Regions from separate parts of the Mus musculus genome. Here regions 2, 3, 4, 5, 6 and 7 are each linked to region 1. Evidence: chromatin contacts called from public Hi-C and promoter capture Hi-C data. All regions are on one chromosome and are shown on one strand. The core of a region is the stretch at or near the end of the contact, and the rest is flanking DNA. Distances in the headings are between cores, read along the strand shown. Region 1 holds the start of 1110020A21Rik (RIKEN cDNA 1110020A21 gene). Region 2 holds the start of Msh2 (mutS homolog 2). Region 3 holds the start of Calm2 (calmodulin 2). Region 4 holds the start of Mcfd2 (multiple coagulation factor deficiency 2). Region 5 holds the start of Socs5 (suppressor of cytokine signaling 5). Region 6 holds the start of Cript (cysteine-rich PDZ-binding protein). Region 7 holds the start of Rhoq (ras homolog family member Q).

Region 1 (3,947 bases), core at 934-3,433:
TAGTATCTATGAACATGTAGGGGCCATCGCGCAGAACACACTGTGACTTATACCCTCTTCACTGGACAACCTACCACTTCTCCATCCAGGCAGTAGGCTCAACATAAAGAGTTCCTGTGCTAATCCCACAGTAAGCTTCAGTTAACTCTCACATCACAGGAGCTATAAACGTTTGTTAACAGAAAAAGAATGTTTTTCCCAAAATAGCCGCATAACATGAAGACAACCCAAATTCCCTAATAATCCCTTTATAAGACTCCTGCCAGTTTTATTTTGATACATTAAACATGTGGGGCCTATTTTAAAAGTTCTGTGTGACTTACCAAAACAACTTCTTAGTTGTTTTTAAGTTTCCAAGTTGTTTTTAGAAGCGCTTGAATACTGATGAATTTGGGCAGCTATCAAATCCTTAAGAGGCAATTTTTTGCCAAATAAGATGGGCAAACGTCCTAGAGGTGCTAAAACTGGTATTAGAGGTCATGCAACTTTTTTAAAAAATGAAGAAATGGCTCTAACATTCACCAAGCCCTTCATTTATATAAGTTTATTTCAGGGTTCTTTTCAGCTATGCTTAATGATACTTTCTTTCCTTAAAGGCTTTTAAAGATAAAAAGTAATGACCGATCACATAATACTGTCCAGTCTATTCTTAATGGAATTCATGTAAACTTGAGATGGAGTTCATAGTAATTTCATTTAAGAAGCCCATTGTTAAGCACGACACCCGAAATTTTCGGACCGTGGTTGGTGGGCAACACACAGACACGAACCCCCGAGTCTGGCTAAGAGGAGCAAGACAAACGGTTTAAAGCACAGGAGGGGGAAGGAGGCCCGGAGAGGCACAGACAGAAAAACCAGAAAGATTTCACAAGAAAGGAGAGCGGAGCGCAGGGGAGGGCAGAAAGCGACCGGGAGAGAGAGCCACACCGAAAGGTGTTTTCCGGAGCGGCGGGCAGGACTGGGTGAGCCGCGGCCTTGGGGTGGCCCGCGCGCCCATGGGCGCTGCCTGCACGCCGCGGCGCGAGGGGAAGCAGCGGACTTCCACGCGCCCCGGCAAACTACTCCCTCGCCGCGCCGCGCCCCGCGAAGCCTCGCGCGCAAGCGGAGGCGGCGGCGGCAGCCCAGGCCCTGGGCCTAGCCCGGTGCTCCGAGAGCAGGCTGGACGGACGGACGGCCGTTCCCCCACTCGGCTGGGCGCAAAGCGGCCTTACCTGGGGCGAAGGTAGAAAGGGAGGTCTCGCGGGCTCGCCCGCCGCACAGCCGCCCGCGGCCCCCGGCTTTCTCCCGAGACGCGACACCGCCTCCGCCGCCGCTTCGCCCTCGGGGGCTCGGCCACCGCCGCCGCCCGAGCTGTTTACACCGTCCGGCCCCTCACACCGCCGCCGCCGCCTTCTCTCCAACCCAGAGCCGCTGCCGACTCGGCCGCCGCCACCTCCTCCGCCGCAGCCTGATCTCTCTGGAGCATCTTCCAGCCACCGGACACGGAGAAACAGAGACTCCAGCCGCGCCGGCAGGAAACTCCCCCGCAACTGCCAGGGGGGACCAGGCGGTCAGAGCACCAGCGGCTTTTCCGCCATTGAGCAGCGGCCGCTCCGCTCCTTCTGCAACCCCCCTCCCCTCCCCGCACCGCCGTCTTTCCCCGCCCCTCCTCGGGCTCCGCCCCCCAAGGGCACCCATTGGGACGCCGCGTGTGTCACCGCTGCCCTCGGTTTGCTGAGAAGCCTGTCAATCTACGTTCTCCCGCCCAACCTGGCCCCTAGTATCTTCTGTGCTTCTCTTTCCCCGCCCACACGGCCCCGCCTCTGAGTCTTTAATTTCTCATTGGGCGTCAGTGCCCACCTTAATTGGCAAGGTCAACTATCCATCACACACCGCCCACCAGTGAGGCCCAACCCTTCATTACCATTTACTTTATTCAGCCCCACCTCCGCCTTGCCCTAACTCCTGACGTCACCGACCTGCCCACCCTAGTAGCCATAGGTAGAGTCCTCCGTCAGTCAAATTACGCCCCAACTCGAAGACCGATATCCTTTTCTGATTGGTTCAAATGGCGGCCTGATCCTCCGACTATTGGCTTCCTCTACTTGTCCGTCAAGAAACCAATTTCCAAGTCCGTCACTTCGGCTTTTTTTAAATGAACGCGCAAAAGTATCCTAAAAGGGATTGGCTAGTATTCGTAGATGGCCAAGCCCCGAGTCTGCGGACCCTGCAGTTCTGACCTCTACACTTCGCGGAGAACGAACACCATAAAGAAACCAACGGGCAGTCCAGTTATAGGTGGAAATTGGTCCCACCCGGAGTGGAGAGAGCCGGCTTCTGATTGGCCAGAGAAGTGCCCCTAGACCCTCATTGGAAGAAGTGGCCGCCTCTCTTTGGCATAGAGCTGTGAAGGAAGAGCTCAGAAAGGTTCGAGAAAGGGCCTGGAGAGAGGCGTTGTTTTGCTTCAACTACGGGTGGGGCGCACGCGAGAGTGCAAAACTGGGCGCGTAGGGCTCTGGGGAGGTGATGCAGGGAGGGAAAGAGCCCGGATGTTCCCTAACAATGAAATCATCTCTGACCAATCAGAGCCTCATTGTTGGGATACCTGCATGACCTGTCTCCAGCAGGGGAGAGTGGGCGGGAAGTTGAGAAGGCTGAAAAGCCACTTGAGAAAATGGGACAGGAGATCCCTTCGGGATGATTTTGCAATGGTTCAGATTGTTCGTTCTTCTTATTTACCTCGACCTCCTGCCTTCCAGCCCTTGGCAGTTCCGTGTTTTGTTTCTGAGTCTGATTTTTAAAACTCCTGTCTAGGCTCTTGACATTCACTAGGTCATTCCTCTCTTAAAGAGCACCTGCATTTTGCTAAGCGTGGTAGGTAGAACTGGAGATACAAAAGTAAGGCAGGCAGTCCCAGACTGGGAATGGTAGGTAATCATTGAACGTCTGCAAAGGGTAATGATGACATAAAGGAGTCTCCCTCTGGGTATGATTACTCGGAAGGCTTCACAAAGGCCGGGAGAAAACGGTCATCTAGTAACCACATTGAGCTAGAAAGTGAACCAGGTTAATTCTTCCAGATCAAAGTGTAATGGGGCACTTAAGCGCTCACCTGAAGAGTTTTTAAACTCGCTCAAGTCTTTGAAAGACGTTTTCGATCTTATTCATACTTAGGTATAAGTTAGTTGGGACAACTTAGGTTTAGACCGACCTAAGGGAGTGCAAATTCAGCTTTGAAAAGAAGGACATATTTCTGAAGCAATTTCCAAAGTGAAACTGGCGGAAATAAACATTTGGTTGCAATTCAGATTTCTCTGGAACTTCAAGTTTAAGAACTCTGTCTTAAGGTTTCTATTGGGACCATGAAACACCATGGCAACCAAAAAGCAACTTGAGTAGAAAAGGGTTTATTGGACTTACACTGTAGCCCATCACTGAAGGAAGCCGAACAAGAACTCAAACCTGCAGATAAGAGTTGATGGAGAGGTTACTAGCTTGTTCACATGGCCCGCTCAGCCCACTTATAGAATCCAGGACCACCAGCTCAGGATGGCATCGCACACAATGGGCTGCCCCCACCCACCCCCACCACCCCCATCAATCACTACTTAAGAAAATGTTCTACAGGCTAGCCCACAGCCAGCTCTTAGGAATGAAAGTTTGTCTCCTCTCAGATGTCTCTAGCTTGTGTCAAGTTGTCATTAGAATGTAGCCAGCACACATGGTGTTTTTTCAGGATAGTGGGCAAACAGGTTCCTAAAATTAGAATCACCTGAGGTTCCAAGCTACATTCATGCCTACAAAATCCAGAGCTCACTCTGGGGAGAAAGCTCACTACAATACAATTTTATTTCATTTATTGTGATTCTGGAGATTGAACTTCGAAAGATAATTTTTAAAAGTAGTCTTTGGGTGCTAGATTTTTTTGTTTTGTTTTGGTTTTGGTTGTTTGGTCAGTTGACTGTTTG
Region 2 (3,947 bases), core at 801-3,300, 2.7 Mb before region 1:
ATCCAACTGGGCCAGGAAGTGGGACATAGGAGAGAAGGGTTGGATCCTGTAATAAATATGAAGATGCATGCATGGAATTGCAGCATCTGAACCTGGGAGGCTCAGGCAGGAGGCTCTCCCTGATCAGGGCTTTAGAATAACACATCTTTACATGACCCCAATCATGCAGGTAAAATGTCAGTAAAGGGATACCGCCAGATGCGAGCTGCAGAAAACTATGAAAAACCAACAGAACCCTACCCACGCCCATCGGCTGGGATCCAGAAAGCTGCCAAGAGCTTACTCTTCACTGCACTGTTGGGAGGAACCGGTACAGATTCGAGGAAATGTAGATTCCAGTAACAGCTCAGCTGGGCAAGGTGGTGAAAGCCTGTAGTCCCAGGAGGCAGTGGCAGTGTAAGTGACAACCTGGTAAACCTACTGAGTTCCAGGTCAACCAAGGCTAAAGAGTGAGACCGTGTCTCCAAAAACCAAGCCAAAACAAACTCCAGGGACAAGGAGCTAAATGAAATGTGGGAAATCCACACAATTATTTAGCAACCAAAAGGAACGAAGTGCTGATGACAGAGATAAGCCTTGAAGCTCTTCATTTACATGCTACATCCCAGAATATCCAGAGAAGGAAAACTAGAGGTCAGGACTGGGAAGATTGTGAGAGAACATTATTAATGGACACAACATTTCTTGTGTGTGTGTGTGTGTCACTCTTTAACTCAAGATAAAGAATAGCTGTCTAACAAAAACAAATTCAACTGGTTGTGAAGGCAGCAGACTATTACCTAGCACAGACCAGGCAGAAATACGATGTCTGTAACATCCATTTGCATATAACAGCATAAAGAATTAGAACTCATGCTGGGCGGTGGTAGCGCACGTCTTTAATCCCAGCACTTGGAAGGCAGGTGGATTTCTGAGTTCGAGGCCAGCCTGGTCTACAGAGTGAGTTCTAGGATAGCCAGAGCTATAACAGAGAAGCCCTGTCTCGAAAAACCAAAAAAAAAAAAAAAATTAGAACTCACAACTCCAAAGTATGATATAATGGACATTCAATGTAATTGAAAGAAAAAGCAACGGGGGTGGGTGGGGGAGAGGTTATTATGGTGATCAAATTAATCTTCCTAGGCCACAAATGAGTTCTGAAGCCTTTTAGGGAGAGATGATGCTGAGTGGTGAGAGCCAAGGTGGCAGAAAAAAAAAAGAAAGAAAGAAAGAAAGAAAGAAAGCTAGCTAGCTAGCTAGCTAAGCACAGCTTTCCAACTAGCTCAACCGCACTCAGCAAACAGTAGGGGATCCACAACTGAAATCCGGGCAGTTCAGCTCCAGGGCATATCCTAGGTCCTGACCACTTGGCGATACTGCCCTTCAGCAATGGTCCATCCCAGGTTCTCAAGCGAGACGGTTTAAAAAAAACAAAACAAAACACAGCCTATTGGCAAATGAGGGTGTCTTAAAGGAAGCTCTCAAAACGCCCTCCACTCCTCGCTCCTAGGCTGCGGGCTGTTATTGATTTGGAGGTACCCACGGTGACACAAGACTCTAATCCTATCAACTTGGGAGGCTGGAACTCGAGGCGTCCGAGGACAGCCTGGACTCGGCGGTGTGCAGCCGCCCAGCGCACTGTGCGGAAGCGAACCAAAACAAGATGCTAAACGCGTGGCCCGGGGAGGCAGCTCTCGGGCGGGGCGCTCCGCCGCAGCCCCACCGCTGCATGCGCCCAGGTTTCCGGCAACGCGGCCCCGAGCCGGCCCGGGCCCCGCCGCCGCGGCTGCCCTCACCTGCCGGCCCCATGTACTTGATCACGCCCTGGGTCTTGAACACCTCGCGGGCCGCCAGCAGCGCGTCCTCTCCGTGCGCCGTGTAAAAGTCGCCGCGGTCGAAGAGGCGCACCGTGGTGCTCGGCTTCTCCGGCATGCCCTCAAAGAAGCGCACGAAGCCCGCCTCGGCCGCGCCTTCCAACTGCAGCGTCTCCTTAGGCTGCACCGCCATTTCCGAGCCGCTCCACACCAACACCACTAGAGCACAGAGCGACCCTGCGCTGGCCGCGTCGTTTCCCGCCTCCCCAACCTCGCCCCCTAAACCTCGTCCGGCCTCTGTGGGCTCGCCCAATCACCATGCAGCGCTGCGCCCCGGTGGGTGGGAGTCTACCGCAGTAGCCAATCATAAGCGAGCAAGGTCCCAGCTTCCCGCGAACTCTAGGACTCTAGCTACTGCGCATGCGTCCGACTTCTGCAGCCTTGCAGGCCTTCCAGAGGCTGCGCTTTCAAGTCCGCCTGGTGGGTGGGTAGGTGTGCTAGGCGGGGTCAGCTAGGAATTTGTTTTATCAAGTGACCGGAAACGTAAGAGTGAAATCACAAAGAACTTGTAAACAAAGAACTATCTTTTTTCCCCCACCCAGCCTTGAGTGTGCGTTATACACTTGCAGTGCAAACTGCCATAGGTAAAATTTCAGGTATATTCTGCACAACCTCTTGCTGACCCAGTTTTGCATTTCGCCCATCGGTTGACGAATTCATCCAATAGACACTTGGCAAGCCGAGCGTGGTGGCGCATGCCCTTAATCCAAGCACTCGGGGGGGCCTCTGAGGCCAGCCAGGTCTACCAATCGAGTTCCAGGGAAGTCAGGACTACACAGAGAAACCTTGTCTGGTAAATAAATAAATAAAGGACAGATGGGGGCTCAGCACCTTGTCTGGTAAATAAATAAATAAATAAATAAACAAATAAAGGACAGATTGGGGGCTCAGCAGTTTCCTAACTTCCTAATGTTTTCATAGTCGCCTACCTTGAGTTCAGTCCCCATCACTAGTGTAGCTCATCATAACTGGTAACTCCAGATCCTCGGTGTGGGTGGAGGAGGTCAGGTGCAGACACTTATTAATTTAAAGAAAAAATATATATATTAAATGTGGAAACGAGTAGGGTGACACACACTTGAAACCCCAGCTCTCAGGAGGTCAGAAGGGCCAAAAGTTAAAAGTGGGTCTGGCAAGAAACACAGTACAGTATTATCCTTGGCTACGCAGCTGGAGGTCAATTTGGGCTACCAGAGACTGCATCCTAAATAAATAAATAAATAAATAAATAACCTGCTTTGGAGTTCTAAATAAATAAACATCCTGCTTTGGATTTCTGTGTAGCAAGACCCTGTCTCAATAAAGAAAAGGGTGGAGGCGGGGGAGGTAGAGAGGTTGCATCTGGTTTTTCTTCCGTGCTAGTGAATGGATGCAGACTGCACACTGTTTTAGAAGTAGATAAACAAACACACAGAAAGATGGAGACTAAGAGGTGTAAACCGACAGGAAAAACTGCAGGGTTATAAACATTCTTAAGGGCTAATTAACTGATTAAGATGTGATTGTAGGGAGCTGAAATATTGCAAGCCCTGAGCCAAATTATCTTGAGCTAATTGTAGTCCCCTAAAGAGCTACTATTGCCCACCTCTGTGTTTACCTTAACAACCTTGTGATTATCAAATATAATCTTTGTACAGACCCCTTAGTTTCTACGGCCTTGATTTAAAACTTTCTTTGTTCTGTTTCTATACAGTTTCTCGACGGCCACTGAGATGGCTCTGGGTGAAGGTATGTGTACCAAGCCCGATGCCCTGGATTCCGTGCCTGGACCTATTGTGTGGTATCCACCAGAGAAAACAACTTGCCCACAGGTTTAAGCCAATAGGACAGCTTTATTACTTGACCAGTAACTACCCTGGGTATTCAGGATCCCATTGTAGCACTGAACTTTTCTTGGGGTGAGCTTTTAAGCTATATACATATACATATATTTATATTCTGGGTTGTCATACTCCAATTAACAAGAACAGTTAACCAGAAGTGGAACTAAAAAAAAAAAAAAAAAGCAACCTTAGGACATGTAGAAACTTTACCAGAACTGTGGACTTTTGATGAATTTGGGCTTTTATTTTAGTTTTGGCAGGAGGTGCTGTC
Region 3 (3,947 bases), core at 625-3,124, 2.5 Mb before region 1:
AAGGCGTTACCAAAACCCAACCTACGAAACCTGGAAGAGCTTTCCTATATTCTCTATTTAAAAAAAAAATATATTTCTATATACTTGTTAGCAAGCACTACCGCGTCTCTCTAGGCACGAGTCAGTGCGTACTTATCATACATTCTGCACCAATCCTCTTAAAAATTCCTTCCCTTGAAGAGGTGATTATTCATTTTGTCATTCAATTTCCCACCATTAAAAATTTCATATGTAAAATCACCGCATGCTAATGGGGTACTGTGTAAGGAGAGAATATTTTTACTGAGTCAGCGGAAAGACAAAAAAAAAAATTAGTAGGTCTTCCATCTGAAGATCTGAGGAGGAGTCACAGACAAATTTCTGAGGTATATCTTGGAAAAACTTTGAATTTACCAGAATGTAGTGCACTGGAACGGAACGGTGGCGTCAGATTCTTGGCTGGAGGTGCCCATTTTAAAGTAATATTCCCAAATAATGATATTTATCTCATTTGTGGGGTAAGGTTAATTAGCTCTCCTCCCTTTCAGTATTATCAGGGCACCACATTGGCAAGGATAATAGAAACAGAAATCTGAGGTTTGGTTTGGTTTGGTATTCCCATCGAGTGGGCATTCGTTCGAAAGGGTGTCAGCTTTGTTAGTGCTAATTAGAAGGCCGCTTAATGTCTGGTTTCCATGACTGAAAGAGGGCCCAGCTCTGGCTTCATTAAAAGATATGTTTAAAGGTGTGAGGGATGTCTAACTTAGGTAAAGGAGGTTAAAATGGACTCTCCGAGTGGGTGCATATAGCTGTTAGCACCGAAATGTTCTTGCTGAACGGGGAAACTATCCTGAAGGCAGGCTTCTTTCTGAAGTTGAGGTTTCATCTTGCCTTGCTTTTTACAAAGTGATTGCTCTCCACGGTTTGAGGGTTTGCATGGTGGTGCTTTTTCAACTGGGAAGTTCTTTCTGCCTTCGCCATCTTCCTAATTCTCTCTGGGCCGTGGCTGTTCCATCAATCTTCTCTGGGCACTGTATTTTGAGGATGGAATCCTTATTTTCCTCTCTAACCCCCATCATCCTTTTCTGGTTGTCTACTTTGGGCTTCTAATTTCAGAGGGGCTCCTTGGGGAGACCGACAGCACACACTCTCGGATACAGTGGGTTTGAGTAGCTTTCTGATAAATTACTGCTAGGAAAGAGAAGCGAAGGGTAGGCATAAACGGAAGCCCCTTTTTTGATTAGCTTGTCAGCTGAGCTGCATGGGTTCGGCACCGTGTAATGAAAAACGACCGGCCTCCCTATGCAGCAACGCTGAGAAGCTGGGCGCGCTGGGTGGGTGTTTACTGGGGGGGGGGGGTGTCCTTCAGTTTTATTTATTTTTTGTTTTGGCCCGTGTTGTTTTTGTCAGCAGCACCTCCATACGGGGCGGGAAGGTGAGTGTGTGCGTGTGTCTGTGGCAGGCAGGACGGGTGGAAGAAGGTCCTCCAGCCGAGCGCAGAGAGAGCCACGCTGCCGCCTGGCGCAGTTGCCAGGACAGCGCGGCGCGAGCAAGCAACGGCAGAAGCCGCAACCGCGTTCCGGCTGCGAGAGAAAGTGACGCATTGCAGGTACAAATCAGCCAATCAGCAGCAAGCTCAACGAGGTTCGCCTGGTCGACCGCCACCGCGGTGCTCCTCCGCGCCGCAAAGTAGCTCCTGCCAGGCGCGGTTCCCCCGGCCTTTTAACGGCTTGCCTGGGAGTGGAACCCACTTACGTCATCCGTCCCCCTGCTCCCCTTTCTCTCTTGCGTGTCTGCCCAGTGACTGCGGAGAAAGGGGGTCTCCCGGAGAGTTGGGGGGGGGGAGGGGGCGGGGGCTGGCCGGGACTCGTTCGCTAGGTTCCGTTATCTGGATGAGGCGGAGGGATCTGGCGGAGGGAGGCGGAGGGAGGTGTTTATGAGGAGCTGGGGGCGGAGGAGGAGAATTAGTCCGAGTGGAGCGAGCGAGTCGAGCGGTTGTCTGGTCGCGTCTCGGAAACCCGTAGCCCTTGCAGCATGGTGAGTGCGTAGCTGAGCGGCCGGCGCCCCGCGGGTCGGGGAAAGATGCTGAAGCGGATTGACTAAAGAGGGGACCTCCCCTCTCAGAACTGTCCTCGCCAGAGGGACGGCACCAAAAAAAAAAAAAAAAAAAAGCCAGGAGGCCCCCCGCGACACTTGTGTCGCAGGTGTCCCCCACCCCTGTCCTCTTGGGTTCCCTTTTAGATGAGTCGGGGGACCGCTGCGGGGCTTGGCCGGGGGAGGATGGATCTGGGGTGCGGGGCCGTGGGCTCGGTCGAGAGAGCAGAGCAGGAGGGGCTGCGGCCGAGGCGGCGCCAAAGGTCAGCCCCGGGGGCCGGATTCAAACCGCCAACGGCCACCGCCGAGCGAGCGCGGGCGCCAGGAAGCGCCTTTGTCCGCCCGGCCGCCATGCGCGGGGGGTGGGGTGGGGAGGAGCGCGGGGCCCCGAGGCGAGCGGGCGCCGTTAGCCCGCATCCCCGCGAGGCCGGGCCGGGCCGGGCCGGGGGCGCGCCCCGTGGGTCCAGCCCGTGCGGGGACCCCCGCCGCGGGGGTCGGGTGGGGTGAGCGCGCGGGGCCCCGAGCCGCCGCCCTACGCGGCTCGGCTCGGCTCGCGCCCCAGCTGCTGCGCTGGCACCTGCAGGACTGCGGAGGTCTGGGCGGCCCGCGGCGCTGCGGGGATGGGCGGGGGAGGGGACCCCAGCAGTCCCCCCTCCCCCTCCGCGCAGGGCTGCTGCTGCTGCTGCTTGTTCACTCCATCTGGTGCTGGCTTCCGCTACCCAGACTGGATGATTAATTTTTTTTTCTTTTTTTAAATCGTTGAAGAATACAAGCTTTTGCTGGAAGTCGGGCGCTTTCTCAAAAAAAAAAAAAATAGAGCTCGTAAAGGGAAAGCAACCGACCTCAGTTAGGGTCTCAAAGGCGTTTTTCGGCCCCCATGAGCTAGTGGAAGTAGCAATTAAGGGGCGGGTCGCTAAATTCTTGAGTGCTCAGGTGCACTCCTGTTCACCTCTACCACACGCAGAGTTCCTTGAAAACGACTTGCGTTTCAGAGTGGAAGTTGCCATCTGATCTTAGTTCTTACGGACAGTTCACCTATGCAATAATGGCCGTCAGTAACTGTACACTTAAAGAGTGTAAAAGAGAGCAGGAGATTTTAGAAAGAGCTTTGAAAAATAAGTCCCTCTTCGTGTTTTCTGTTTTAAAAAAATTAATGAGGACGATAATTTGCAATACTTATTTTACTCCCTTGCCAAATGGTTACAGCAATGGGTGTGTCCAGGAGGCAAGGTGACATCTTAAACAGTAGTTGGGAATCCCTGCCAACTGAAACCTCCAGCCTGCTTGGGTGTGGGGAGTGTTCACCTTGAGAGAGCTAGCCTTCATTTAACTTTGGTGAATTCTTTTTGATATATATTTTTTAACTAATGAATTTTAATATGCTGACTGAATTTGTTCTTTGTAAGGGGAAACACGATGTAAATTATAGGCAGTAATTGACACTCCAAGTTGTATAGTAACTTATTATTTTTTTAGTTAGCATAGGATTTAAATCTTTACTGGAAAATTAGAATTTATATCTTAACAGTGGTTCTCCCCAGTAAGTTTTATATTTAAATGTATCGTTGCTACATCGACAACTATTCTAGTAACTTCATAATATTTAAGACTTTAGATTCTGAGGACTTCGTTAAAGAGAAAAAAATTGTTCTGTTAGGTACCTATGTATATAGAACTGATTACAAAGCCCTTGGATTTGCATGCAGTCATTGTATTTTTATTGGGATGTCATGTATTGAAAGGAATGTGCTGTTGATGGCTGGGTGACACAGGATGTAAACAGTAGAAAATGTCTCGAGTGTGTCTAAGTCAGTCCATTAAGCTGAAGGTTTTTATTAGGCTCAAAGATAGGGATTTGCTTTGGCTGCATTATA
Region 4 (3,947 bases), core at 396-2,895, 2.3 Mb before region 1:
AGCAACTCTTGCAAAGGACAACATTTAACTGGGGCTGGCTTCCAGTTTCAGAGGTTCAGTCCATTATCATCAAGGTGGGAAGCATGGCAGCATCTAGGCAGACATGGTGCTGGAGAAGGAGCTGAGAGTTCTGCATCTTGATCAGCAGGCAGCAGGAGACTGTGTGTCACACTGAGCATAGCTTGAGCATAGCAGAACTCAAACCCACCTCCACAGCATTCAAACAAAGGAGACAATGGGAGCCATGTTTGACTTCGAGGAATAAGCAAGTCAGAAGAGACCTGGTTTGCATGGAGATGGCCATTTCAATAGCATTGTAGGAAAGAACCAGAGGGCAAGCATCTATGCAGGTAAGAATGATCCAGTAGAAAGAGAAAGATGACAAAAGCTAGCATCCACAGAGAAGGTGGAGTATCTGGCTTGGTGGCAAGTGCTTATTAGAAAAAAGTCTGAGCAGGGCAGTGGTGGCACACACCTTTAATCCCAGCACTTGGGAGACAGAAGCAGATGGATCTGAGTCTGCGGGCAGCCCGGTCTACAGAGCAAGTTCCAGAACAGCCAGGGCTACACTGAGAGATCCTGTCTCGAAAAATCAAAACACCAAATCAGCAACAAAACAAAAAGTCTAGGAGGTGTGAGGTGAAGAATGCTCCAGGCTACCCTCGGTCCAGTCTCTACTTACTGAGCTTCATAAACTGCCTGCATTTGTAGCTCCCAGGACAAAGGATCGTAGGTACAATGCAGTCAACTACAGGGTACCCAGAATGAACTGGACCAAATTAATCTAACCTTCAGAATGAGATGGAATGAGATGCAATATCTTAGGGACTCTTGAAAGAGGCTTTCTCTCCCTATGGATAATGTTGAAATCTTAATCTTGGAAAGTGGGACAAAGAGACAAAAACGGTGCTGTTGGGCAATTTTCAAGGCTACAAGGAAGAGGGGGTGGGGGTGGGCTTTGATATAATCTCTCTCCATCTTTGATGTAGGTGCATCTAAAAAAAATACGATTATGTATCTTCAAAGATACAAAGGAGAGAAGGAATTTTAAAATGTACAGTCCTAAGCTCATATATCTATCTGTATCTATACACATTCACTGAAAGACAATTTTGTTAATATCAAAGGGCAGGATCCTTTTTTTTTTTTTTTTTTTTAAATATATTGTCTTCTCTCAAAGAAAACAACAAAACCAGACGATTTCAGGAACTTTACTAGCTGGATCTTGAGGCTGCGGCTCAGGGAATGGAGCAAAAAGAAAATGGAAGCAGGTCAGTCTTGGAAACGCAGGATCCCCGAGAAGTACCGGCTGCCTCACTGGGACAGGAGTTAGGGGTTTTACTCTCTCAGTTTGTAGTGGAAGCAAGGATATCCGTCAAAGTATAGAGAAGGTGAGGCTGGCCAGCTTCGGAGTCCGCCTCCTCCGGATCCTGCAGCCCACAACCCACGGTGAGCCACGTTCCGGAGCCTCAGGTTTGCCTAGCAACCAGCTCGCCTCTTGGCCTCCCCAGGGCCCTAGCAGTAGGGTGTCGCCCTCGGGAGGCGGGTCTGGCCGCGCCAGCCACAGGGGACACGTGGATCCACTGGATCGGGTCGCACAGGGGGCGGGGCCGGCAGCGTTGGTGGGCGGGCGGGAGGCTGTGCGCGTGCGCGGCTGGGCGAGGGGCGGGACCGGCGTGCGGAGAAAAGCGTCCCAGGGACGGCAGCTGGCAAGGTTCACGTTGGAGTGCTTCGCGACTGCGTCGGGGATTATCGGGGTGAGCGAACCCACGGGCCGGAGGCCTGACCCTCGGGGCAGAGGTCGGTCGGCCTGGGGCTCGAGAATGGGAGGCCCGGGTGGCGGGGTGGAGGATGCGGACCTTCAGGGCGCAGCGGGACCTGTGGCCCACGGAGGCAGCCTGTCTTCCGAGAGGGTTTCGGGGGCCAGACGTGTCTGCCCGGCTGAGCACCGCGCTGTTGTTTGCGCTCACCCCATTGCTGGGAGTCTCAGTACTAGGCTGTAGGGCCAGCTGTGTGGGCTGGACACGGACCCTGGCTGGCCTGGAAGCACGCGGGTCTCAGGCGTTACTCCATCTGCCTCTGGCTCCCCCACCTTCCTCGGGGCAGACCCACAGGTCCTGTTGTCTCGACAGGGTTGGCTAGTTTGAGCCTAGGAGGTTAGGTAGACAAGGGATGCTCGTTTGTCTCGTTTTCCCTTTCTGGGACATGGCACCTCCATCCACACATATGCCCAAACCAGAGGCCTGGGCGTCACTCTTACCTACACTCATCAAATACATTGAACCTATTCAAAACTCTCACTTTTCCAGACACCTTGCCTTAGCAATCAGCTCTCTTTTCTGCTCCTTTAATATTGATTGACCCTCCTCAACGTGTCCAGTACAGGGGAGGTAGAGACACGCTCAGCCACCCTGCCCCATTCCCAGGTCCTTCTGTGGATTCTCATTGCCCTTCCAAGCTCTTCTTTCCTTCCTGCAATGCCTGTTGTGACTCACTCACTGTCTTTGTACTTTACTCAAGACCTGCCCCTCCTCATCTGAATATTCTGGATTGGACTTAAGTCATGTTTAGGTGTTCACTGCCATATGGAGGGGCGTGCTTTGCTTTGGGTTGAAATATTTCTTCTCATGCTTTCTGTGGATGGGGGTGTGTGTGATACCCCTGGAGTGCCTCTTTAGTGACCTGTGTTTTGCTGTCGAGAGGCGTCTGACTGTTCTCACAGCCTTCACAGCTCTGCTCTCCCTATGTAACTAGGCTCTTAGTTAAATGTTAGTTATAAGGGTAGCATGGCATTCCTTTGGAATCCCCCAGTGAACAAATGGACCAGACTATTAAACACCAGCCTATTCAGGACAAGTTTTCAACCTCAGCCCATGTGGGGGCTTTCTGTAACCCAGAAACTTGCTGGTTACTTGGACTTCAAGAGCATGGAGATGACTACAACTAGGAAGCACTAGTCAGTTGGCCTTGGCTCCGTGTAACAGGATGTCTGGGGTGTTGTCAAATGTGATTGCTTTGAATGTAAATTCCCAACTAAGAGCCTCTGAAGGCTGCCAACAGCTGCTAGGAGGAAAGCCCACTCCCTGATAGGAATAATGGCCCAGTGGGAAGGAAGGGTGGGCAGGAGTGCTGCAAAGGGAGAGCTCAGCCTTAGGCCAGGGCCTCTGAGATAGAGACTTAAGTACTGTGTTTCTTCTCACCCCATTCTGACCACGTCCCACGCCAGCTCAGCGTTGTTCAGTTCACAAATGAGAGAACACAGATCCTGACCTTTGGAAAGAGGAGAAGGAAAGATAGGAAGGAAGAAACAGACAAGGAAGCAAGGGGTGTTAACCACAAGAGTCTTTACGTCTCATCTGAACCGGGCCTAGGAGGAATGACCAGACACAGTGGCAACAGAGGCGTCCGGAGCAGTGAGAGGAGCCCTGTTGGAGTCAAGGCTCTGAGGCAGGTCAGCATTGCCCTGTCAGACTCATGCTAAGGCCCTGATTGTTTTCTACAGCCCTCTCTGGTTTCCAGACGATCTGCTTGCCGCCGCCGATCATACCCCACTGATCATACCGACAGGGTTAGTGGTGGTGGTCTGCTGAGCTTAGCAATATCCTTTTCCTCTTTCGTTGCTGTGTGTGTCTCTCCCAGAGTTGCTCATTCTGTTGAAGATGACCTTCTCCAAAGGATGAGCAACAGCCTTTCAGTCAAGAATATATAAGTAGTCAACATAAGATAGTCAAGTTTCTAAGACTCCAGGCCCATCAAGAAGAGTCTCTGTACATGGGGGTCTTTAGAAAAGGGAAGTCAGTTGTCAGCCTCTCCCTTAGTTGGGTTTTTCTCTAGCTTGGCCTTTGCCGTTTCCTGAAGGTGAGTGAGCCAGGGAACCCTTGGGGCTTATCTTTCCAGGCCTTGTGCCCATGGCCTTGAACTAAGTAACTGGAGTGTGGATGATGCAA
Region 5 (3,947 bases), core at 575-3,074, 2.2 Mb before region 1:
TCAATATTTTAAGCTGCTGTTTTGTATGCCAGTACATTCTCCCTAAGGACAAACGGTAAAATTCAAGGACAATAAGAAGAAAAATATATAATTAACCACTACTTTTTCAAGAACTGGGAAGAACCATTAAAAATATTAGCACTTTTTTGCAGAAATGTTTTAATTAGCCAGCAAAGTAGCCTTCAGATTTTTTTTCCCCCTAAATGTTAAGGACTCCCTAATCAAGTGAGTTTTCATTTTGTAAGCCATAGGAAACTCAACAAATGTATGAAATTAGTAATACAGGTGTGAGTTTAACAGGAGACTACAGACTAGCTGTGCAATTCTCAGCTTACTCTTTCTAGTCCACAGACATGAAAAAGGTAACATCCCTGCAGGACAATCACAAAGGTGAACTCCAGACAACAGTCACCGCTTCCTGCTGTGTCTTCCTTCCGTTGCTAGGCCGATTTCAAAAAGGGACTATGAATCCGAGAGACTATTAAGATTAAAGTACGCATTTGACTAAATTCCCAACTGTTAGAACACTCGAGCTCATTTTAGCAGAGCCTTCTAACACCAGCATCTTTTTCATTTCATTCCTTAAAGAGAAACCATTTTTAAACTTCTATAGAACATGCAGTTCAATTTTACACGGCCCTGTAAAGAAACAGTTAAAAGCAAGCATGACTTAATCGTCTTCTAGGATAAATGTCAGTAAATCGTAATAGGACAGTCTAGCCTAGTGTTAACTTTGAAAGGAGCAGGCCTCCGGTGTAGATGAGAAGCTGCTGTAAGAATGTCAAGGTGTAGTTGGAAGAATGTCCAGGAGAACTGGTAACTGCCCAACCCCATCAAATATATACATACAATTTAAAATAAGGAATCACTGACGAAGTCCAGCAGCCAGCCACCTTTTGCTTGGAACACCAAAATAAAAAAATGCCAAAAGCTCGTGGCTGACCCCCATAGCCTTCAAAGTTGAGAACCAAACCAAGGGTATTCACGTTGTTCCTCAGCATCCTTCTGTCAATGCAACTCCCTCTCCACAAACTCACTCCGCTTCAGCTACTCGAATGCCCAAGTCCCAGCACCAAAGAACCATTTATTAAAAGCTCAAGGACTTGGAGCGGGGTCTTCCTTGCGGCCGCCTCCGCATCCTGTAATAACCACCCCAGGTTAAACCCCCCAGAGATGCTCCAGTCTTTTCCCGCATCCACGCTCCCCGGTCCTTCCTTCACGTCCCGGTAGACCTTTTATCGTCGCCCTTGAGGACCCTCAGGTCGGAGCTATGGAGCTCTTAGGTGACCTGCCTGGACCCCCTCTACCCTTGGCAGTGGGCACCGACGACCTCCCCCACCCAGTCTCGACCCACCACGACCCCGATGACGAATGCCCTCCTATCGGCCCCAGACGACCCCTTCTTCCCCTTAGGTGTCCCGACTCCCACCGAAAAGCAATTCCTCCGAGACGTACCGAGAGCCTACTGCGAGTAAGCTCCCACTACGCGCGGCGGCACCGTGCGCAGGGGCTCAACGCCCCGGCTTGTCTTCCTCTTCCCGGCGGATCCATCCCGGCCCGAGGGCCGTGCCGCCTGCGCCGAGGTGCGGAGGCGCCCACCGGAGGAGGACTGCGCCGGGGGAAAACGGGGACCCGGGCAAGGAGAGGCGGCCGCTTGAGGGCAGGCGCCGGGCGACCGCGGGGGACACTCAGCGGCCGGGACACGCGCGGCGGCCTCATCCAGGGCACCTGCGGCCAGGCAAGGATGGGCCGGGGCAGCGCAGTCAGCGACAGGGCGAGCGCGACCGCCCGCGCGTCCCGTCCTCCGCTCCTGCCGGGCCGGCGGCGCAGCCTCGCTTCCTCCGGACGGAGCCCGGGGACCCCAGCTCGGCCGGATGCCCCCGCCAGCCCCCACCCCTTCCCGGCCGCCTCCCCCTCGTCACCCTCTCCCCTCCCCCCGCCCCCCCAGCCCCCCACCGGAATGGAAAATACCTCCCGGGGTGGGGGGCGGGCTGGGCCACGCCTCTCTGAAGGGCAGCCTACCGTGACCAATGGCAGGCGGGGCTCCAGGTGGGCGGGACTCCCGGCGGCCAATCCAGAGGCGGGTAGGTGAAGGCCGGAGGAGGGAGGCTGGGAGCTAAAGAGGGGAGGCCGGCGAGTTAAGGAGGTCCGGCCGCGCTGGTGCGTGCTGTGCGCGGCTGCCATTTTGGAGTCGGGCAGCTGAGACAAGCGGCCGGGTTCGGCCGAAGAGGGAGGAGCCAGTCAGGTGGGAGAGAGGCTGACACGTGGGCGGGGTGGGCGGGGCCAAGCGGGCTCGGACTGGAGGGGAGGGGGAGAGGCCCGGGAGGCTAGGAGGCTGGAGAGGGTCACGTGGCCGTGGAACGGGCTAGGGGTGGGCGCTCGGGTGGAAGGTCAACCCGAGGTGCGGGTGGGGAGTAGCTTTGTTCCTTTGGGCTCCGTTAGGGAGACCAAGGGGAAAATGCTGAATGGAGGTTGCGAGTGCCGGGTAGGAAAAAAATGTGAATGAGTCTCCCTAGCTCCCTTCAGCATGGAGCCATCCGAGTCACTGAATTCCAATATTCAACGGGAAACCGGGCACCTCATTGAATTCAACTCTTCCTATCCAGGCTCTCAGCTGCCACGAAGATGAGTCATACACGAGGGGAGGGGTGTTGTCGCTTCCTCTCTTTGCTTGCATTTTATGTGGATCGCCCCGGCCGTGGAAATGACAGCAAGGACAGAGAAGTGAATGGGGGGTTGTGATACCCGCGAGACTCCTCAGCTGCCCCTTTAGAACCGTGGTTACCACCGCTTCTTGGCCTTTTGGCTAAGATCAAGTGTAGAACCGTGGTTACCACTCGTAAGCTAACTGGCCACTTCTTAGACATACTACTTTCCGGTGCTCAGACAAAAAGACTTGTTTACTTCATGATTCAAATACAGTAGTCTGTTCCCCCTGCGTATCTCCCCAAAGTGGTCCTTCTATCAGCGGCATACACATAGGGTCACACACACCTTAGTCCGGTTTGTTTGAAACAGTCTCACTGTATAGCCTAGCATGATTTGGAACGCAATATGTAGCCCAAGCTGTCTTCTAGGTAATGGTGCTCCTACTTCAACCTGCTGAATATTGAGATTTTTGACCACCTTTAGTCTTTAATGCTTTGCAGTGGGACCGGCAGACTACCTTTTTCTTGAAGGCTTTTCTTAGACTCTTTTCAGCCCCACCCTACCTTTCTTAACATTGTACACCCTCAGATTGCTTTCTCAGTTATTTTTCAACTGTCTGTTCTCTTTGACTCCTTGAGAGTAGCAGGTTCTGGCCCTCAGCCCTCTTATTTGGAAGGCACACAGTGCACAGGAGATGATCTAGCCATTCAGATAGAATCACGGATGGACGTCCGGCGTCCGGTCAGTGAGGGCCAGATCTGCATTCCTAAGCAGCTTTTAGCCGCTCTACTTGTCTATTGGAGTAAGTTCCACATTGGAACCCATACTTTCCGAACTTCCCCAAGCCTTCTCCTCCTCTGTTCCTTGTATTGTTTTACAGTACCACATTAGCTTTCTCTCCAGAGCTCTTGGAACCAGAGAACAAGCCTCTCTCCACTTTCTTACTGCTCCAGCATCTCCCTATCTGCTATAATTTGGACCTGGGATGTTCTTCACAGGCCTATGAATTACTCTTGGTCCTTGGCATGAAGGTGGTGTACCCTTTAAAAGACAGAGAGGCTAGTGGGAAGCTTTAGGTCATGGAGGGGGGTTATAGTGAGTTGTGAGACCCTCATCCTTTTGCTTCACTTCCTGTGCAGGATGCGAGCAGTTTTGTTCTACAGGCTCTGCCCTCTTCTAGTGAGCTTTAGCTGTTAGCCTGACACACCTCAGCATTATCTGAAAGGAAGCTCACATGGAGGACTACCTTGATCAGCTTGGCTCTTGGATGTGTCTGTCAGCATTTTCTTGGTTGCTCA
Region 6 (3,947 bases), core at 512-3,011, 2.1 Mb before region 1:
AAGGTTCTGATGAAAACAAAGCAATTTAAAATGATAAATATATTGTATTTATATGCTCCAAATGGACAGTTACTTAGTACTGTTTAAGTAGGGCACTGTTCAGGGTGGAGAAGAGCACTGGATGCTCAGTGGTATGGATGTGCCAGCTGAGGCCAAACAGTCCTCAAACACCTAACAGAACAAGGAAAAGAAAGCACACTGAAACCAAACTCCCTGGAACTCAGTAAATGCACAACTGGAGAACACGTACGTGCCAAGTTCTAAGAGGTAACTCTAAAAAATTGGAGAAAAGTAACTTTCTCGAATAATGTGTGATACAAGGGAAGACTGAACTGAGGCGGCTGCTGACATTACAGCTTCTGTATGCAAGTACCTCAGTTTACTTACGGGGTGCATGCAATGAGCAGACAGACTGAGAGGCTACAGATAATAAGACCTTAGATTTCTCAGAAGAGCAGAGGAAATGACCTTTCAGGGCACAGCACAAAGGACGGCTTCACAATCTAAATACATTTAAGCCACATTTAATTAACCATTTATCCCACTTTCGAAAAGAATAAAAAACCGTTTAAGAATGGCACAGCTCTGGAGGGGTGTCTGTGTCCAGAGTTCTACATACTGAGGGGCTATGAACAAAATGGGTCCTGTATATCCGCCAGTAACTGAGATGTGGGTTGAATCTTGTCAGAGAAGGCTGTCTAGCCCATGAAAGAGATCAAGAGAAGAAAGTTGTTTTTAAACGAATCATCAGCTTTTGCAGCTACCAAAAAAAAAAAAATTAAATATTTACAACAAATCTTAAGGGTTTCATTGGAATTACTGAATGGTAACTAAAAGGGTTAAAAAGACCTTTCTAAAAGCCAGGGGTGACTACTTAAAGATTTCTTTGGTGGTGATGAGACTCTCTCCTTCACCTGACCCAAAGCTGTGAGTATTAATGAATTGACGGGATGGCTCAAAATATCCAATTTAACTTAATTTCAGATAGCCACTGAAGTAATTTTTAAAATAAAATCTAGCCGGGCGGTGGTGGTGCACGCCTTTAATCCCAGCACTGGGGAGGCAGAGGCAGGCGGATTTCTGAGTTCGAGGCCAGCCTGGTTTACAGAGTGAGTTCCAGGACAGCCAGGGCTACACAGAGAAACCCTGTCTCGAAAAACCAAAAATAAATAAATAAATAAATAAAATCTGTATTAAATGCGGCATGTTTTGTAGTAAGGAAAAGCAGAAAGTCAAGATTTAAACATTATTCGGGACATATTAATAATACTGGAAATTAACCATTGCTTATAATCTTAAGATGTAACCGAGAGCCTGGAACTTATACTTGTGACATCTGTCAACTCTTGATGCTACCAGAAAGATCGTGAAGATCCGATTTAAGCCTCCGAGAGCCAATCAAGAAGTTGTAACGGAGGAGACCCAGAAGGGGCGCGAGGACGACAACAGAAACAAACACAAGAGGCGCAGAACTGAAGCCATTCTCAACACAGAGCGGAAGGCTATGCTTACGGGACAGGCAAGAAGGGCCGAGGGGCAGGGTAGGAAGACACCGGTTACGCCACAGACCAGCAGGGGAAAACCAGAGAAATCCCGAGAGAACTTCTCAGCCCTCCACCTCCCCCAGAAGCAGCCCCTGAACTTACACTTTTCACACACCATCCTTACATGGGGGTGTCCCTGTGCCCTCAGCCGGCAAAGCAGGAGCAGCAACCCAAACACAACAACGCCCCAGCGGAGACGACTTCCTCTTCCGGCTACGTCAGCCCGCTTCCGGACTCTCAGCCCTCCCGCTCCGGCCTATCCCGTACCTAGAAAGTCGCGGGAGGGATAAACGCGAGCTGATGGGCGGGGCTGCTCTCATTATCCCGCCCCTTCTCGTCAACGATTGGCTGTGCGCTTGTGAGTTCCCCCCGCCCCCTCGCTTTCTGGTCTGCGCCTGCGCCAGGGGCCATGCCAGCCTGTAGCACCTGAGGGTGGGAGGCGGTGGTGTCCCCCTTCCCTTCGGCGGGCGGGAGAGTTAGGTAAGCCGGTGGCGGGTTGCTTCTCACACTCGCCCGGGGCGGGTGCAGGTCGCACCGCCGACCGCTGCGGTGACTTCCAGGGCGCCACGCTTCCGGCGGACCAGAGGATGCCCTGCGCTACCGACCCTCTGAGATGCCGGCGTCTATCACAGTCTCTCAGGGGACTCCGACCTCAGGTCACCGGGTCGGCCGCACGGGCTCTCTCTATGATGGCGACCTCCAGTTGCCCACACTGCGCCGTCCGAGGCTGGGACGGAGCCACCTGGGTGGGGTGGAGCTGCGGTCCGCACCTGAGCAAAGGCTGCTCAGGAGGAGGGCTCGGGAGCAGCCAAGCCTTCCGACCCCGTTCTCACGGGATCGCGAGTCCCGAGGGCGGCTTCCCAGGTGTGGTGTCCTGGGTCGGGGACTCGCTCGCCGGTGTCACCTTTGCGTTTGGGTACCGCTCGCGCTCGCCGTGTTAGATGGGTGTTTGCCGGTGGCCTAGGATGGATTTCTGATCGCGCTTCCTGCCTGACCCCGCAGTGGAAGGGAGAATCTGAGAAACTTTCCCCAAGTCTTTTCACGGCTATGCGTTCTTGTCCCGACCCTGGAGGATTTCTTCTTGTTTAAAGAGGCGATGCTTGAAATGGCTTGTGCGTGTGTAACCTTGGCCGTATCTGCTAACTTGTTCATCCAGTTTTCTTAATCAGTATCATTTGCTTTTGAAAACGATAAGTGTGAATGAAATGAGGGCTAATAGCACCATGCCCAGACTTGCGCTTTTACCTTTCCTGCTAGTTCCTCACCCTGCGGTGTGGATGTTACTTTTTGGGCCCGATTTTTACTACATTGTAACATGTGTTACTTTTAAGTTCTTAATTAACTTTAGTCAGTATAACATAGAAACTGTTCTCTAGGTCAAATATATGTATTTAGAGACTGGAAACTATTGTTTCTCCTCCCACTCGCGTTCTGCTATTACCATTATTTAACATCTGTACAGACAGTGTGAGCCCTTAGTGTAGCATAATGACCATCTTAAGATGGTCCTCCACCATTTGCATATCTAAGTGTATACTTGGCTGTCATTTGGGAACTGCAGTGATTTTCGCCAAAAAAGTAAAATTAGTTGCTGGTGTCTGGCACATGTCCCCTTTGTAGAAACCAGTCACAAATATTTAAATTTTTACAGGAATTTTCTTTTTGAGGCTCTGAAAGATAATGTATACCATATTAGAGAAATCTAAAGTAACAATTAAAATCTGCATATGCTTGTTCTGTGTTTTGAAACAAATATGTTGCCCATAGAAAATTATTAATACATGGTTTATATTTAGAGTATTGAAGTGCTTGGGACAATGGAAAAAAAATCATTACATGTTTTTCTTAATTTGTTTTCTACTAGATAGCTACCCAAGAAAACATCATGAAAGATACTGACATCAAGAGACTTCTGTATACCAATCTTTTGTGCGTATTTTCAATTTTCCTAAGCATTTTCATTCCGTCCTTCTTCGTGGACAACTTCTCAGTATTGGAAGCTCATTTGACCTGGCTGTGTATCTGCTCTGCTTCTGTGACCACTGTCAATCTCTTGTCGTACTTAGTAGTGAAACCGAATGTGTCCTCTAAAAGAAGTTCATTGTCACATAAGGTAAGGGTCACTTCTGTTGCTTCACTGGCTTTAGGGTGGAGGTTACAGTGTAAGAAGGAAGTTTCGCTTCGTCCTTATTGAGTGATTTACAGTGTAAAGGGAACCAAGTCTCCCCCGCCCCCACCAGAGCAGTAGCCTGTTACCTTCCTACAGTGTTTGATAGATTCTTGCTGTGCATTCATTGTGGAATTATGACTCCTTCAATGCATCACAATGTGAATGACCTATATAAGCATGGTTTTATCACGGAAGATAACTTACAAGACACTGCAGTTTATTTTCATTTACTT
Region 7 (3,947 bases), core at 367-2,866, 2.0 Mb before region 1:
GAGGGCCCAGACAGAGGCTGCGAGGGGGAGACCTGGTCATCAGCAACTAAAAATAAGAACGCTTTACCATTGGCTGCTGCCACTTTGCAACAGGAGTTGGGACCCACTCACCAGGCAACACACGTAAAGACCCATACAGTCAAAAACTTTTCACATCGCGGGGTTCACGCTGGTCTGCGTTTTCTTTTGGGTTTGTTTCCTTAATTTGCTGACTTAAGAAAAAAAAAACCAACCTGATCTTGAGGCAGCCCCCCCCCCCAAAACACACCCTCCCACCTAGACACCTCAGTTTCCAAAGGCCCTCCACAGCCACACAGAATTGGCGAGAGATGGGGGTAAGGGAACCGGCCAGAAGCCAAAACACTCACCTGTCCAGCTGTGTCATAGAGTCCCAAGAGGTACTGCTTGCCCCCCACGGTGACGCTGACTGCAAGGACAGAAGTGGGGGGTGGGGAGAGAAGCTCACAGTGATCTGAGATCTAGCACTTTGGCTCCCCACAGTAACCTCCTTTCCCAAATACTGGGAAGCATGTGGGTGCTCCCCAGGAGACAACATTCCCCTTTTATCCGAGTCCACTTCACTGCCAAGTTGCATGAGATATAGGTGTAATGTGGCCCCTGCCATCCACTCCCCCCCCCCCCCAAACCCTGTAGCCACGTCTACTAGTGTTCCCAGATGTTTCCCCTACAGGGGTTTCGGGCAGTAAGGGAAGAGGCAGCTGGAAGGTCAAGAAGGGCGCTCAGGGGACTGAAAAGTGTGGGAGACGGGGCGAAGGGGGAGATAGGAATGGGGTGGGAGTTGCTGCGAGGGGTGGGGTGACCAGAGGCACAGCTTGGGGGGGGGGGTGAAGCCGCCAGGCAGAGGGCACGGCGGGGGAGGGGAGCACGCTCAGGGGAGGCAAGCCAGGGGGCTCAGCCAAAGTTGCTCCAAAGTTCCCAGCCGGGGATCAGCCCCTTAGTCAGCAGGGCAGAGGCGTACCTGCGTAGTGGTCGAAGACAGTGGGCACGTACTCCTCGGGGAAGGCGTCGTTGGCATAGCTCATGAGCAGGCACGTCTTGCCCACCGCCCCGTCGCCGACCACCACGCACTTCAGCATCAGCGCGCCGGGCCCGTGAGCCATGCTGCGGCCGGCCGGCCTCGGGGCATGGTCCCCCCGGAGCCCCCGCCCTGGCCCCGGGCTCAGCCCCAGCCCGCTTGGGGGGTCCGCCGTCGCCGCCGCTCGGCGCAGCAGGGCCGCCCTCCCGGCCCCATGCAGCGGTTCCCCTGACCGGAGGAGAAGGTGCGGCGGGCCCGGGGCGCAGCCGCCGCCGCTTCGATCTCTGCCCCGCTCCCCGCCCTGGCCCGGCTCGCCGCGCCCGCCTGCTGGCCCCGCCGCTCGGCGCCCGAACCCGCTCCCCGGCCCGGCCTCCCCAGGAGGATCCGCCGGATCATAAGACCGTCCGGCCCCAGGGGAGTCGGCAACTTTGGGGAGGGCGGCGGAGGGGAGGGGCCAGGCGGCTCTGCCCGCCCCGCGCCGCTCCGGCCCCCGCCCTCCTGGGCCGGTGAAGGGGGGTGGGGGAGGGCGGTCCGGGCGGCTCCGGAGTGCGGCGCGCCCCGCGCCCGCGCCCGCCGTGCGCTCCTGCCGCTCACCCAAGCTTGACTCCCTGGGAGTCGGGCGCGGAGGCCGAGGAGGAGGCGCCCTGTATCCGGGAGGATGGGGGCTGGGGGAGGGGCTCTTGGGCAGCCGCTAGGAAGGAGCCCAGGGCTCCTCGCGAAAGTGCGGCCAAAGCCCGGAAGCGTCCGCAGGCCCCGGTGCCCGGAGGAGACGTGAAGGCCTTTCGGGGAATCACGACGACTTCCACGGTGACGCAATTCTGCAACATTATACAGATGTGTATATTTAAATTCTGCCTGGAAGGCAGGAGCCATCTCGTCGGCCTGCAAGTGCTCCACGCAACTAGAAATCAGGAACAGCGGCCAAGAGGGTTATAAATATAATTAATAACAATAATTAGAAAGGTGTGCGGAGGCTGGGAGGGTGGTGGGTCTCGGAACTGGAAAACTGAGACTTCTGGCTTATTGCTTGCTCCTCAGCATCACTACCCCACGCTTTTCGCAGCACGAGCTTGAGTCATTTTCTATGAAATCGGTGACTAAGAGATGCAGCATATTGCACCCCCAACCAGCCACAAAGGGGCGAGCCCTTGTCAGGAGACCACAGATGTTATTTGTGCTCCCCCTGGAGGCGACATCGTCCGAGGCTTCCTTTCGCTTCCAAGCGTCTCTCCAAAAGTATTCAATTGTGATCCCTGAGGTATGATGTAGCCTCGCGCTCTGAGACTTGGCCAGTGATTCAGGACCAACCCTGCGCCTCTGTCTGGCAAGTCCGGAAACACTTGTCTGGCCAGGGCCAGTTAGTTGTGTGGCCGAGTGCTGCTTTAAATGTACGGTCTTGGTTCGAAGGCTCACTCTGCGCTGACTGACCCCACACCGCAGCCTACCCCCAAGCTTGCTGACAGGGAAGTCCTTTCCTCTCACCAATTCATAGTGGTAGAAAATGCTGTGTTGAGAGGTGCGTGGGTCACTCATACCCTTGCCCCCGGGATTTAGGTGGGGGAAACTGGGACCAGTGAAGTGGTTACCAAAAGGTTCCCTGTCACTCCCGGTGTTCAAGGGCCACCTGGGGAGATGCCTACTGTGATGCCCTCATTTCACTTCCACGAACCCTGGACGCCAGTTTTCAAGTCATAATCCTGATTTCAATTCGACCAGGAAGATTTCAAATAGTATTTAACGTTCCTTGTGAACGTAGGGGAACATCTCTCCATACCCTGTCCATTGCATTCGAGTGGAGGTACTTGCATTGACTACACTAATAAATCTGAAAGTTACTTCATACATTCTGAAAGGTTAGGAAAGGCACCACACTATCTTGAAGTCAGGTCTTGACACTTTCCCGTGAAGGAGAAGAGAGCAAGGTTTGCTGCTTGCATCACCATTAGCTCTGGCTGTGTTTGCGAAGACTAGTATTCTGAAAGGAGGAAATGTGGAAAGGTTAAAGAGCTGTAGGAGCCAGCTCTGCCGGAAAGCTGAACTTGGTCCAAGCACCACAAGTTAGTAGCATGGCTGGCTGCCTTTCTCTAGGCCTGTTTTCTGCTTTAAAAAAAAAAAAAAATGTGAGCTCATCTTACAGGGACCCCGGGTCCTGGATGGCTTGTGAGAAGCTCTGAGACTCTCAGAGTACACTCCGAGTTGGGGACTGATGTGGGATGAATCATGTGGTGGTGACTTCATTGGCGACAGTGACCTCATTCCCTTGGCCCACAGTGATGCCAGACAGACTGCCAAGAATATTAGAGCTCTGGGGACAGTCACACCTGGTGGATGTGGGGGCGGGGCGGGCCCACTCTAGAACACTGCCTTGACAGTCCATGCACTCTTCAACTGGAATAGTTAGACCTCTGCAAGACCCTCAGTTTCCCATGGGCAAAAAAGAGAATGCCCAAGTGGTAAAACAGAACAAAACCAAAAACAGTTCTCAAATGTCAAGGACTCGGGCACAGGAAACAACTTTGTTTCTGGGCATCCCAGAGGCCTCTGCTCTTTTCCTTTTGTTTGAACTGTGAACACTGAAACAGACACAGGTCTGTGTGAGAACAGTGAGCCCGTCTAGGCCGCCTTCTCTTTTTCCTCTACTCCTTCCTTCCTCCTCCTCATTCAATATTCCACTTAACAAGCATGAATTGAGGTCGACTAGAAGCCAGGCTTTCTTCCTGGGCAGGGGACATCGAGCTGGCAAGTCACAGTCACTAGAGGGGGAGCGGGAAGGAGCTGATGGGAAAACAGATAGTTGCTACATAATGTAATCAGTACTGTGGGAGGGAATAAAGAACAGACTTCTGGAGGAGCCGGGGAGGCAGCAGCGCATAGCTGTGGGTGTGCTGTGGAAGGATTTGCAAAGTTACGG

The links. Promoter capture Hi-C pulls out the DNA fragments that hold promoters and counts their contacts. Hi-C and Micro-C count contacts between places; a contact is called where the count stands out from the background. Capture Hi-C pulls out chosen DNA fragments and counts their contacts.
Region 2: a promoter capture Hi-C map of adipose tissue shows a contact between it and region 1, with 4 times the contacts expected there. The contact joins the promoter of Msh2 here to the promoter of 1110020A21Rik in region 1. A contact is called at or near these places in 2 of 39 promoter capture datasets (embryonic stem cells and pre-B cells) and 1 of 9 other capture datasets (adipose tissue).
Region 3: a contact with region 1 is called in a promoter capture Hi-C map of pre-B cells. The contact joins the promoter of Calm2 here to the promoter of 1110020A21Rik in region 1. A contact is called at or near these places in 3 of 39 promoter capture datasets (cranial neural crest, liver and pre-B cells) and 1 of 115 datasets of contacts at active chromatin or transcription factors (astrocytes).
Region 4: a promoter capture Hi-C map of liver shows a contact between it and region 1, with 3 times the contacts expected there. The contact joins the promoter of Mcfd2 here to the promoter of 1110020A21Rik in region 1. A contact is called at or near these places in 4 of 39 promoter capture datasets (the C10 cell line, embryonic stem cells, liver and 1 more) and 1 of 9 other capture datasets (liver).
Region 5: a promoter capture Hi-C map of pre-B cells shows a contact between it and region 1, with 5 times the contacts expected there. The contact joins the promoter of Socs5 here to the promoter of 1110020A21Rik in region 1. A contact is called at or near these places in 4 of 39 promoter capture datasets (embryonic stem cells, hippocampal neurons, liver and 1 more) and 1 of 115 datasets of contacts at active chromatin or transcription factors (astrocytes).
Region 6: a Hi-C map of muscle stem cells shows a contact between it and region 1, with 9 times the contacts expected there. The contact joins the promoter of Cript here to the promoter of 1110020A21Rik in region 1. A contact is called at or near these places in 1 of 39 promoter capture datasets (pre-B cells), 1 of 484 Hi-C or Micro-C datasets (muscle stem cells), 1 of 115 datasets of contacts at active chromatin or transcription factors (astrocytes) and 1 of 9 other capture datasets (adipose tissue).
Region 7: a promoter capture Hi-C map of pre-B cells shows a contact between it and region 1, with 3 times the contacts expected there. The contact joins the promoter of Rhoq here to the promoter of 1110020A21Rik in region 1. A contact is called at or near these places in 3 of 39 promoter capture datasets (3T3-L1-derived adipocytes, embryonic stem cells and pre-B cells), 1 of 115 datasets of contacts at active chromatin or transcription factors (embryonic forebrain) and 1 of 9 other capture datasets (adipose tissue).

The regions. Positions count from the first base shown.
Region 1 is chr17:84,955,659-84,959,605 of GRCm38.p6, reverse strand. It overlaps 1110020A21Rik (RIKEN cDNA 1110020A21 gene), which reads left to right and starts at 2,183. Exons shown (of 4, transcript NR_027929.1): 1 at 2,183-2,406. Ppm1b (protein phosphatase 1B, magnesium dependent, beta isoform) reads right to left here and starts at 1,605. Exons shown (of 6, transcript NM_001159496.1): 1 at 1,212-1,605.
Region 2 is chr17:87,670,635-87,674,581 of GRCm38.p6, reverse strand. Msh2 (mutS homolog 2) reads right to left here and starts at 2,050. Exons shown (of 16, transcript NM_008628.3): 1 at 1,776-2,050. The coding sequence starts at 1,986.
Region 3 is chr17:87,444,862-87,448,808 of GRCm38.p6, reverse strand. It overlaps Calm2 (calmodulin 2), which reads left to right and starts at 1,874. Exons shown (of 6, transcript NM_007589.5): 1 at 1,874-2,016. The coding sequence starts at 2,014.
Region 4 is chr17:87,263,645-87,267,591 of GRCm38.p6, reverse strand. Mcfd2 (multiple coagulation factor deficiency 2) reads left to right here and starts at 1,645. Exons shown (of 4, transcript NM_139295.3): 1 at 1,645-1,757.
Region 5 is chr17:87,105,556-87,109,502 of GRCm38.p6, reverse strand. It overlaps Socs5 (suppressor of cytokine signaling 5), which reads right to left and starts at 1,824. Exons shown (of 3, transcript NM_019654.2): 1 at 1,456-1,824. Gm30510 (a long non-coding RNA gene) reads left to right here and starts at 2,156. Exons shown (of 2, transcript XR_877091.1): 1 at 2,156-2,245.
Region 6 is chr17:87,023,375-87,027,321 of GRCm38.p6, reverse strand. Cript (cysteine-rich PDZ-binding protein) reads right to left here and starts at 1,761. Exons shown (of 5, transcript NM_019936.3): 1 at 1,647-1,761. The coding sequence starts at 1,662. Pigf (phosphatidylinositol glycan anchor biosynthesis, class F) reads left to right here and starts at 1,921. Exons shown (of 6, transcript NM_008838.1): 1 at 1,921-2,024; 2 at 3,409-3,657. The coding sequence starts at 3,430.
Region 7 is chr17:86,960,780-86,964,726 of GRCm38.p6, reverse strand. It overlaps Rhoq (ras homolog family member Q), which reads right to left and starts at 1,616. Exons shown (of 5, transcript NM_145491.2): 1 at 980-1,616; 2 at 369-427. The coding sequence starts at 1,121. LOC115488765 (hapless 2-like) reads right to left here. Exons shown (of 3, transcript XM_030250169.1): 3 at 1,181-1,854. The coding sequence ends at 1,181.